Regions from separate parts of the Hordeum vulgare genome. Here region 1 is linked to region 2. A link is a contact called in public Hi-C data. All regions are on one chromosome and are shown on one strand. Each heading gives the region's core, a stretch centred on a gene start, on an enhancer-like site or on the middle of the called end of the contact. The rest is flanking DNA. Distances are from core to core; before and after follow the strand shown.

Evidence for each region. Hi-C and Micro-C count contacts between places; a contact is called where the count stands out from the background.
Region 1: a Hi-C map of leaf shows a contact between it and region 2, with 2.7 times the contacts expected there. The contact joins two enhancer-like sites. A contact is called at or near these places in 4 of 6 Hi-C or Micro-C datasets (leaf, seedling and an unstated tissue).

What each region holds. Positions count from the first base shown.
Region 1 is chr1H:501,857,579-501,862,509 of MorexV3_pseudomolecules_assembly, reverse strand. It overlaps LOC123450552 (mitogen-activated protein kinase 7-like), which reads right to left. Exons shown (of 10, transcript XM_045127736.1): 2 at 4,316-4,724; 3 at 3,911-4,038; 4 at 3,699-3,758; 5 at 3,229-3,378; 6 at 2,989-3,144; 7 at 2,646-2,857; 8 at 2,449-2,541; 9 at 2,109-2,185; 10 at 1,268-2,009. The coding sequence ends at 1,666. Among protein-coding and RNA genes, the nearest start is that of LOC123450552, 3.3 kb to the right of the region's middle. Within about 2 kb of position 1,604, at least 1 of the 3 cell types and tissues checked has open chromatin away from gene starts, as enhancers often do. A contact at or near this core is called in leaf, where this site is marked.
Region 2 is chr1H:501,801,921-501,807,576 of MorexV3_pseudomolecules_assembly, reverse strand. It overlaps LOC123419879 (CTD small phosphatase-like protein), which reads right to left. Exons shown (of 6, transcript XM_045107233.1): 2 at 5,507-5,530; 3 at 4,734-4,812; 4 at 3,374-3,880; 5 at 2,955-3,289; 6 at 2,635-2,787. The coding sequence ends at 2,635. Among protein-coding and RNA genes, the nearest start is that of LOC123419879, 3.0 kb to the right of the region's middle. Within about 2 kb of position 1,461, at least 2 of the 3 cell types and tissues checked have open chromatin away from gene starts, as enhancers often do. A contact at or near this core is called in leaf, where this site is marked.

The DNA of each region.
Region 1 (4,931 bases), core at 355-2,854, 55 kb before region 2:
CTACAGTATGGAGAGGCACTTGGGCCGAATGATGCAACCAAATATAGAAGCATTGTAGGTGCATTACAGTACTTGACTCGCACACGTCCTGACATTCCATACTCTGTTATCAAGGTATGTCAATATTTGCATGCTCCTACTACTTTTCATTGGACAGTAGTAAAGAGGATTTTGAGGTATCTCAAGTTTACAAAAGGACTAGGTCTTCAGATTGTTAAGTCCTCATCTATGCTTGTGTCAGCATACTCTGATGCAGATTGAGCAGGATGTGCAGATGATAGAAGGTCAACTGGTGGGTTTGTTGTGTTTCTGGGAACAAATCTGGTGTCATGGAGTGCAAGAAAACAGGCAACAGTCTCAAGATCAAGCACTGAGGCTGAGTATAAAGCTTTGGCTAATGCAACAGCTGAAGTAATGTGGATTCAAACACTATTACATGAACTTGGGGTAAAGGTTCCACAAGCTGCTAGGTTATGGTGTGACAATCTTGGTGCAACCTATCTTTCAGCAAATCCTGTTTTCCATGCACGAACAAAACATATTGAAGTTGATTTTCACTTTGTCAGAGAAAGAGTAACTAGGAGATTACTTGATATAAGGTTCATTACAACAGGTGACCAACTTGCTGATGGATTCACAAAGCCTCTCACAATGAGAAGGTTAGATGACTTCAAGTACAATCTTAATCTTAGCAAGTAGAAGTTTAGATTGAGGGGGAATGTTAGATAAACTGTATAGGTATAGGAAACTGGTTTAAACTAGTTTCCTCTTATCTCTTTACCACTCTCTCTTATCTCTTGTAACCTCCTAGAGGATCAACTTGTATGTCAAGATATCTATCCTATAAATATAATGCGGCCCGAGACAAAGGGTTTTACGCTTCCTCATACCCCCTTCATCTTATAATATAAGAATGTTTTTGATATTGCACTAATGTAAAAAAATATTCTTATATTATGGAACGGAAGAAAATACTTTTTATATTATGAGACGGGGAGAGTAGATGATTGCATTATATTATGAGACGGGGAGAGTAGATGATTGCATTTATTATATTTTAGACGTAGTATTTTGCTTTGGATTGTGCTATGTTGCAATAATATATTATGTTACTTTAAACATCTATCATTAATGTTTAATGACATGCCACATAAACAAATTAATCTTAGAATGCGTTATATTACTACTGTATCTAAGTTACTCCCACCATGACCAGCCTAAAGGAGAAAATCATACTGTACAACAGATTCAGCAGCAGACACAAGAATTGACCAACGGAGAAGCCCATCAGAGCTCCCATCATCCATTTATTCATCCATCCTATTAACACCATCCGGAAACAAAACAAAACAAAAAAGTCGAAAAACTCTACAGCCCCCAACCCCCTCCTCCCTCCTCAACAGAGGCCATTTCACCTCTCAGAGCAGAGCATACTGTTTCAACTCTCAACCTATCTATCTATCAACCCAGGAAACAGCAGCAGCAGCAGACCACGGAACCAACCAACCAATTGCTTGAATGCCGGTAATATGTACACAAGACAAGAGCACCACCTGTTCCACTGTTTCCTAGTACCTCCTAAGTTTGAGACGAGTTCACCCTCCCAGCCCCTGCCTTCGCTGGAGCGGCGACCCGGCCACCGTCCTCCGGTGCCCATTGCCCGCCCTAGTACATCCTTGCGGCCGCGCCGACCTTGCTGTACCCACCGGCGACCGCGGCTATGCCGTTGAACGGGGGAATGTAGTAGGCCGAGGGCCGCGCCTCGGCCTCGGGCGCGACCCTGGCGTCCCTGAAATGGAGCGCCGGCCTGTAGCGCGTGCGGTCCTTTTCCAGTTCCTGCTGCTGCTGCTGCTGTTGCCTGTCGGGGCAATCCGGCCTCAGGGTGTAGCCCGCGGCAGCTGCTGCTGGAGGCGCCGCAGGGTCCCTCGACATCCTTCGACCCGTTTGTCGATCGGCGAAGGCCGCGTTCTCGATCGGTGTCGCCGAGGCAACCACTCTGCCTGGTCTAGCTGCAATAGTGTCAGAGATGAAATGTGTCAAGACTGGTGCTCTCTCTGAAGCTCAAATGAGGAGGTACGTACCAGACCAAATTAAACAGAACAAGTTACCTGTTGGGATCCTTTGAGGAGCTTGGGATGCCGGACCACTTGTTGTAGGAATTGGGGTAGAGTGAACTGTTGTAGTCCTGCAAGCAGCCCATCATCAAGGGTTAATAGTGAAACTCCAACATAACTTCTGTACTCTAGGGCTCCACACTTCTAGATTTTTCAAGATCTGTAAAGTACCACGGTGTGCCAATTTATTCAAGGATACATCTTTCAGAAGCTTATTGATTAACTAATTCATTTTGGTAGTTTTAACACAAGTTATGTATGCGGCGGCACAAATAATTTAGAACCAGATAGTAGAGTTGATCACATTCAGAAGAATTGTATTAGTGTAAGTTACCTCGGCAGAGAAACATGCTTCCTCTCGGGTGCCCCGCCTTTTCCTCCATCTTCCTCTAAGTTAGCAAATTGCCTCCGGAAGTTGTCGACGGCACTGCATAGCGGAAAATTCAAGAGACATAATGAGCATTGCTACATAGATGGACAGAATAAAAAGGAGAAAAGAGCTTAATAAAGATACTATGTCAAGGTAGAAACCTAGGATATAGAAAGTTGGTTTTCTCTGAGCCGTTGGTGTAATCCTTGAGAAGCTGAGGGTGGTACTCCAATATCTCCCTGAATATAAGTTCCTTGACCTCCTCTTTGGTAAACTTTCTCCGTTCAAACTCAAACTCCATTTTCGAAATCGGTTGGCATGATGGCTCTCTCTCCACTTTCGCAAGACCTTTGAAATAGGGGTCAGCCAACGCCTGATCATGCACAGAAAACTTGTTAGAATTACGCATGGACCTAGAATGTACAGTACGATTTTGTAGTAGAACACATGAGAGCACAAAATGCTAACATGAAATTCATGTTTCACTAAGACATGCATGCCTACCTCTTCAGCAGTCGGTCGGTCCTTTGGATCAAATGCTAGAAGCTTTTGCAAGAGCTTGACTGCTGCAGGATCTGCGTTGGGGAACTTTTCTGAAAAAGGTACTGGCAGCTTCTTCCTCATGGTGCTCAGATACCTCCTTGCCTTCTCATTTCGAATCTGCGGTGATAAAAAATATTAGAGAACTGGACCTTATGCTAGAAGTACTCGATTGACAACATTTGTGCAAACGGTAAATCATACCCGAGAAATAATGTCAGGCGATGGTGAGCCTAAGAAATCAGTCATCAAATCCAACTGGTGAACCACATTTTTACCAGGGAACAAAGGCTTTCCTGTCAAGATCTCCGCAAAAATGCAACCAATGCTCCATGTATCAATAGCCGGTGAATACTGCATTGAAAGAGTCAACTTAGTATCATCAAGTTAACATAGAAACTGAAAAGGTATAAATGAATGATGGCAAATGTAACACTAAGTAATGTATATCAATTTGTACACAACTTTAGTGCTTGAACAAACACCTTGTTATAACTACGATGCCATACTCCTCTAAAGCACAGTGATGTATCCAAAGATTAGAGAATAAGGATCAAAATCTACTAATCGCCTAGAATTTTAGGCTATACAACCCTCTAGAACGAGGAAGTAGCGAAATGCCACAAACAGTACTAAAATGAACAAAACCACAGGAAGAGGAAATTATTAATTACCTTGGTGAAGAAAGAACCACACAGCTCCGGAGCTCTGTACCACCTAGTCGCAACATAGTCCTGCATATCATGTTGGAGAAGACGGTGAGATTTAAGTTTCAAGTAGGGTTCTTTGGCACAGAACGTAGCATGCTATCCAATTCGTCAACCAGAATTCACAAAAGTAGAGTATTGTGGATAAAATCTAGTTGTAAACTGTAGAAGTAACATACCGTCCAGAAAACAGTTGTAGGGGTGTCATTGAATGCAACTCTTGCTAGTCCAAAATCACATATCTTGAGTTTGCAGTTAGCGTTTGCCAATATATTTTTTGGCTTCAAATCACGGTGATAAACGTTAGCTGCAGCCACGAAGATTAATCATCAGAACATAGGACTATCATACTTAACAAGAGATGATAAACATTTCAAGCAATGCAGATGAAAATAGGACTATCATCGATCATTGGTTGAAGTGAAATTGGCATGCAAACTCACTAGTCAGAACTGTTAATAGTACTCCTAACTCTAGACATACCACTGTGATGATACTATAAATAGAACTCGAAGACCTCTCTTTCAGGAAAAAAAGGGGGGTAGGGAATCTCCAACTAAGAGGATCCTTAATAAATTAATTACCGGTATGGATATATTTCATGGCACGGAGCATCTGGTATAGAAAGAACTGGAAGTGCTCCTTTGTGAGGTCATCATTGGCCTTGATAACCTGGTGGAGGTCGGTGTCCATGAGCTCAAAGACAACGAATATGTCCTTGAAGTCCCTCCTGGACGGAGGCAGCATTATGTGCTTGATCTGGACGATGTCGGGGTGCCTGAGAAGCCGGAGAAGCTTGATTTCGCGGAGGATCCGGGCGGCGTCGGTGATATGCTCGAAGATGTTGGATATCTTCTTTATCGCCACCTTGTCTCCGGTTTGCCGGTCGATGGCTGAACACACGACTCCGTAGCTCCCTTTGCCAATGATCTCTTCGATCTTGTATCTGCTGGCATCTCCATATTCGCTGAAGAAACTCATCACGTCTGAGCTCTGAAAGTTGAAAATTGGTGGAAAAAGTTAGCACCGTGCACATGGCAAAATTCTCTTTTGCAAAAGAAAAAGACATCCAGATCAGACGTTGGCTTGGAAAAACAGCCACACACTCAACCATGGTTACAGTAGTTCAGATAAACAAAAACATATTTTCACAATCTAGAATTAATCCTAACAATAGGTGTAACTGCTGCTGATGCGCCA
Region 2 (5,656 bases), core at 212-2,711:
TTTCTTCCGCCGGTCAATTTGATCGGTGTTTCCGTTTTTGTTTTTTCGATCCAAGATAGGTTTCCGTCGCCCGCCGTCGTCGTTGACCACTGCTCCTCTACTCCGGCATCGGCGCGACCGGGCCTCTACCCCAACCCGGCGGCTTTGCCCGATGCGACAACCCCTCACGATCATCGACCGCGCGTCTGCTCACCCGTTGCTGCCTCTCTTCTCCGATCGGGATTGTTCCATCACCACCCGCCTCCACTGTGCGTGTACAACCGCCCAACCATCTCCTCGTCGGCCTCATCGCTGGCTGTCGGGCTCCCCGGCTTCGGTCGCCCCGTGCTTGCTGGCTTGTCGGCTGTCGGCGGTAGGCCTTACCGGCTCGGCCACCTCCCTCGTCGCCCGCGTCGGGCCGGCTGCCGACTATGTCCTTCGTCGTCGTCGCCGGCTTCATCTCGTATGCCTCCACCATGCGAAGTTCTCGACCTCGCGCACGATCGGATTGATCACCCGCCCTTATGCGATCCGTCACATCTATGTCGTGTGACCGATCTAGCCCGTCGGTTGCAAAGGCCTACACAAGCCCCTTAAAGATTGTTCCGAGTACAGCACGCCCCTCAGCCGATCGAGCATCAGGTCGCCCCGAGGGCCGCAGCGCCGCCGCCCTGTTCTTCTCCCGGCGGCTGCACCAACTAGCGTGTTGTCGCTAGGTTGCCACTTTGGGCCATAGTGCCGTGACATGCTGTTCCCGTGACCTGCGAGCCGCCGTTACACCACCCCTTCGGGTTGTAGTCGTCGCGACTCACGTTCCTTGCTATCGCCCGAGGCCGTTCCCGTGGATGCACCGACCTATGCATGCACCGCCGCTACGCTGCCTCGTCGGCATAAATAACCAATTGACAAGGAACTTTTGGGCCCATGCTACCATGCAAGGTCCTTTTGCTGGGTACATACAGAAACGGAGTAAGCAGAATACCAAGTGATACCATTGTTTGGTGAACAAGGTTTTCCTGTCACACTGTTTCATGCTCATCGTGCTGTGTGGTCATCATCAATCGGTAATACTGCTGTATTACATACGTACAATAGATGTACCGAATAAGCAGACTAGCAACTGATAAGACCTTGGGTCAACCAGATGCTTCAATATGGTAGATAGGGCGGGGAGGGAAAAAATCTGCTGCTGCCAAAGGGCCGGGCCAAGACCCGGCAACCTCCACCTCTGATGCTGCACCAGCTCCTCCATCGTGTAGGCCCTCCCTGATGTGTTGATGAGCTTGTCTTGGACAATGCATGGAAGCCGTCCATCCGTGCACGAGTTGGCTCCGGCCGATCGATCGATGTTCAACACGGTAGCACCTTTGCCAGGATCAGAGTACGGAACAAGATAGGGGGCACTGCCAGCTATCACTCTCCGGGCCAGCTTCTCATTCCCACCCCCGAGTATGTGAGTACAAGAATCGATCGGTCATCACAGGTTCCAGCCAGTGCTGATCGCCCTGCCCTACCATCTGAGACATGTGCTCCAAGGCAATCCTCCCCGCTTCAGCCTTGCTCCAATCCTTATTGCATGCGGAACAGATACCTCCGCGCCAGATGATCTAGCTATGTGGTACTCCTGTAGGAAGCGTACGGCCTTGCTGGCAGAAGGCAGGGGTTGTATACAAGTACAACGACCTGCTCCAGATGTTGGGTTTGGGTCAGCCGCAAGGACCGCATGAGCTTAAGCATGAGATCCAACTCTTTTGGCCGCCGAGCCGTCGGCTGGTGACGGGCCGGGACGCAATTGTAGTATATACCAATTGACAAGGAACTTTTGGTGTATGATTCAAGACCAGTCAACTTCTGACTAAATAACCAATTTTCTCTATTTATGTTTATTTCTCTTCTATGGCTGCATGCATCTCCCAGATGCAGAGGCCGGGGGTCATCCTCCTTCTCTAAAAAAAATGTTTATTTCTCTTCTAGCGGTCTTGAACTACGTACCAATCCATCAAGTGATGGATGCCTACTCTCCTTGGTTCCAAACAAGCATTTTCCACACACTATCAAGCATGCTTATGCATGGTGATACACGTAATGTATGAATTCTCTTTCGTCGGCAAAAAACAATCCTTGGATGTTGATAATGGAAAATGGCTAGCTAATACAAGACATGAACATGTCAAATCTTACAAATATACAAAAATCAAACACATGCATAATTGCTTAAATCAAATTGCCTTTCTTATTCGTAATTTCATATATATATATATATATATATATATATATATATATATATATATATATATATATGAGACGAAACTGATAGAAGTTACAAATAAATTAGGATCATGTATGAGTTTGTTCATGGGGCAAAAAGCCTATGGATATTCTTTCATACCCTATAACTTCCTCTGTAAAACAATGGCATTTTATGCATCATATTTGCACATAAAAAATGGTAAGATATACCAAATTACAGTTCAGAAAATTTGGTTCTCCCGCACAAAAATCCTCGAAGTCTAGGGAATCAAAGTCGAAACAAAGCAACTACATAGGTGTCCAGTTATTGTACCAAACATTTTGTTCCACTATGGAAAGATTCTTTGTAGAGAAAAATAAATAACTAGAGGTATCAAATGTTTGCAACCTATGTATATCAAATCTTTAGTTGGCAAATTTATTTGCAATGATCGGTCGGACATCATCCGCGTCAGCAATTGTTTCCAAGAAGGGGATCAGCTCAAGCAGTGAGATGTCAGACGTGTCACTTGACCAGCTCTTTATGGGTATCCCATTATTCACCTGTTGTTGGAAAACCTGCGACACGTGTGAAAAGAAGTGTTTCAGTCATCGATCGGTCATGGCAATTTCTCAAAATCATAAATTATAAGTTTCCAAATCCATTTCAATAATATGGTAGTCAATAACACTATAATCGTAACTATTAATAATGACCTCTGGACTTAGATTTCAGAGTAAGTTACCTCTGGGGTATTGTCAACTATCGCAACCTTTGCAAGATCAGCTTCAATAATGGTCAGATCCTTCTGATAGCTTCCATCTACCGAGACGCATGACTCCCGGAAAAAACGCCGCGATATCAGTTTGTTCTCGGGATCCAGTGCATTAATCAGTTGGTTTGCATAAGAACTTATGCTAGCCGTGAAGACAACAAGCTCAAACATATGAGCAGCCTCTTCAAGAAAGGCGTCCAAATGTGGTCTCTTCTTCACATAGACAGTGTACTCTTGTTCTCCACGGCGCATAGGGAATGAAAAGTCTGCGCCATGGTCGCACCTTGCTGAATGGATAAGGGTGCCTATGCAACAGAAAATGAGCATGTCAATAGTTTTAATTGCAAGAAAATAAACCTACAGGAGAGAAAAAGCATTTAGCAACTTACCATCAAGATCAAGTGCAAGAGTGACATTCTTCCTAAGCGGTGACATTAGTACGTCATCAACTAATTCAGGTGTAAGTGCTTCCATTGGTACCCCATCAGTTTCATCCATGCCACCCATCTCAGTAAGATCAATTATTTCAGGCGAAGAGTGAGTTGAAGGCTGACCAAGGAATTGAGACTGCTGGTTATTATCAAAGCACAAGTCTTCAGTTGTACCAGCAAAGGCAATACTGCTGGCCCTTACATTTTCATGACTGGAAGGGAGTACTCCGTAACTGCCACTCATGGTTGTCAAGTCATCCATAGCATAGCTATTACTTAGAACCCCATCTGAACTATCAAGCATATAAAGAGGAGAATCCTCTGTTGGAAAGCTGGACAGCAGGCTGCAACTCTGACCCGAGTCTTGAGTTATTTCATTACTATTGACGATAGTACGATTTGGTGCTGCTAAAATTCCATCTCCATTAGAAAAAAAGGAAGGTGCTGCTAGAATTCCATCTCCACCTGCAAAAAAACAAGGGAAACCATAACAAAATGGTGAGTTCACAAGTACTCCCTCCGTCCCAAAATTCTTGTCTTAGGTTTGTCTTGAAATGGATGTATCAAAATACTAAAACGTGACTAGATCGATGCATTCATATCTAAACAAATCTAAGACAAGAATTTTGGGACAGAGGGAGTATATAACAAGTACCGGAGTTTTGCCCGATCAGTTTGCTTAATATTAAATTACCATGAAGTGCATCAAGTACCACTTTACCGGTTAGTTATTTTTCCGTAGACAAGTTTGACCATTAGACAAATCAACCACATCAAGCATGGCATATATATGTTTAGATGATTTTGTGGTCAAATTTATTGGCCATGTCTACCTTTCTAACGGAAGTAAGAGACACTCATGGCCCATAAACATCTCTCCTTAATGATGTTGAAAGGCAGAGCAAAGTTTAATAAACAAATAGAAATTCATTAAATTCACAGTTAATACATATGTAGGTATATAAATAAATTTGAGTTTTTCCAGAGTTAGTTAAAGGCTTACTCGGAAACATCAGCTTGCCTCACGAGGGAAATTTTTAATAAGTTATTATAAGAAAAAGTTAGCATGCCCCCGGATTTAGACCACAGAAACAGGCCCCTCATGGATCAAGGAAAACATAATTTTTAAAACTGAGGACCTTAATATTTTTGCATTGTGTAACATAGCAACAGATACGTCAAAAGGATCACTTTCATGATATAGTTCATGAGCGTTCTTTTGAAATTTATTTTCATGATTTCATTCTGCTAATGCGACAATATCACTCATGATATCATTAATTCATGGTGCAGGAAGTGGCAACTCAACCCTTTTTACCTTCATTGACATAATCTTCTACATTAAACTCAGAACTGGCCTGAAAATGTGGTGAGGAAGTGGTCGCTGGAGTTAAATCCTGTAAATATTTCTCGAAATTAGCATACCAAAGCATCAAAAGTTCCTCCAGAATATCTAAATAAATAATACCAATTGATGGCCCTTTAAGGTATAAGCCTCTAACTTCACAAGAAACTCTAACCGGTATTAGTTGGTGTCAGCCTAATTGTTGCATGCAGGACAAAGACGTTTTCAAGGTTTTGATTATTTTGCTTCGAGGATAAGCTTAGCAAACATTTGTTAACAAAAAGCTTATTAAGGTATAATTATGATGCTGGTGCAATATTATTTGAGCGAGCAAACCTAGAAATCACCATCTTGCTAAAGGCTAATGACTACTTAATTAATACCAAAATTGATACAGTAATGATAGGAATTTTGTACAGTCTTTACATTAAATACCTATGTTGGTACTGCGTGGCATAAACTCAAATGTAATGGGCATGCCAACAACAATAAACAGTAATGTTACTCTTTTCATTCGGTATAAATGGGTGTTCTTGTATGTCATGTGTTGTACATTATAGAACTACACATGCTTCAATGATTGAAATGCTTATGAAGCATTTACCAGAACATATGTTTTTAATCAATACTTTAGAGTATAGTGAGCACCTATCGCATGTACAAAAATTTCACGTACACGTGTCAAAACAATTGTTGTTTTGTATTACAAGAAGTCTAATATAGCACAAAAGTTTACATGGGCAAACTTGAAAAGCAAAAGAACGAATAACCTATGCCAATCAAAACCCTAAAAACTATGGAAAAAGGAGAATAAGACCTTAAAATCAAGACACATTATCAGAGGGTACAACATATAAATTTCAATAACAGAAGATATATATACCAATCGATGTTTA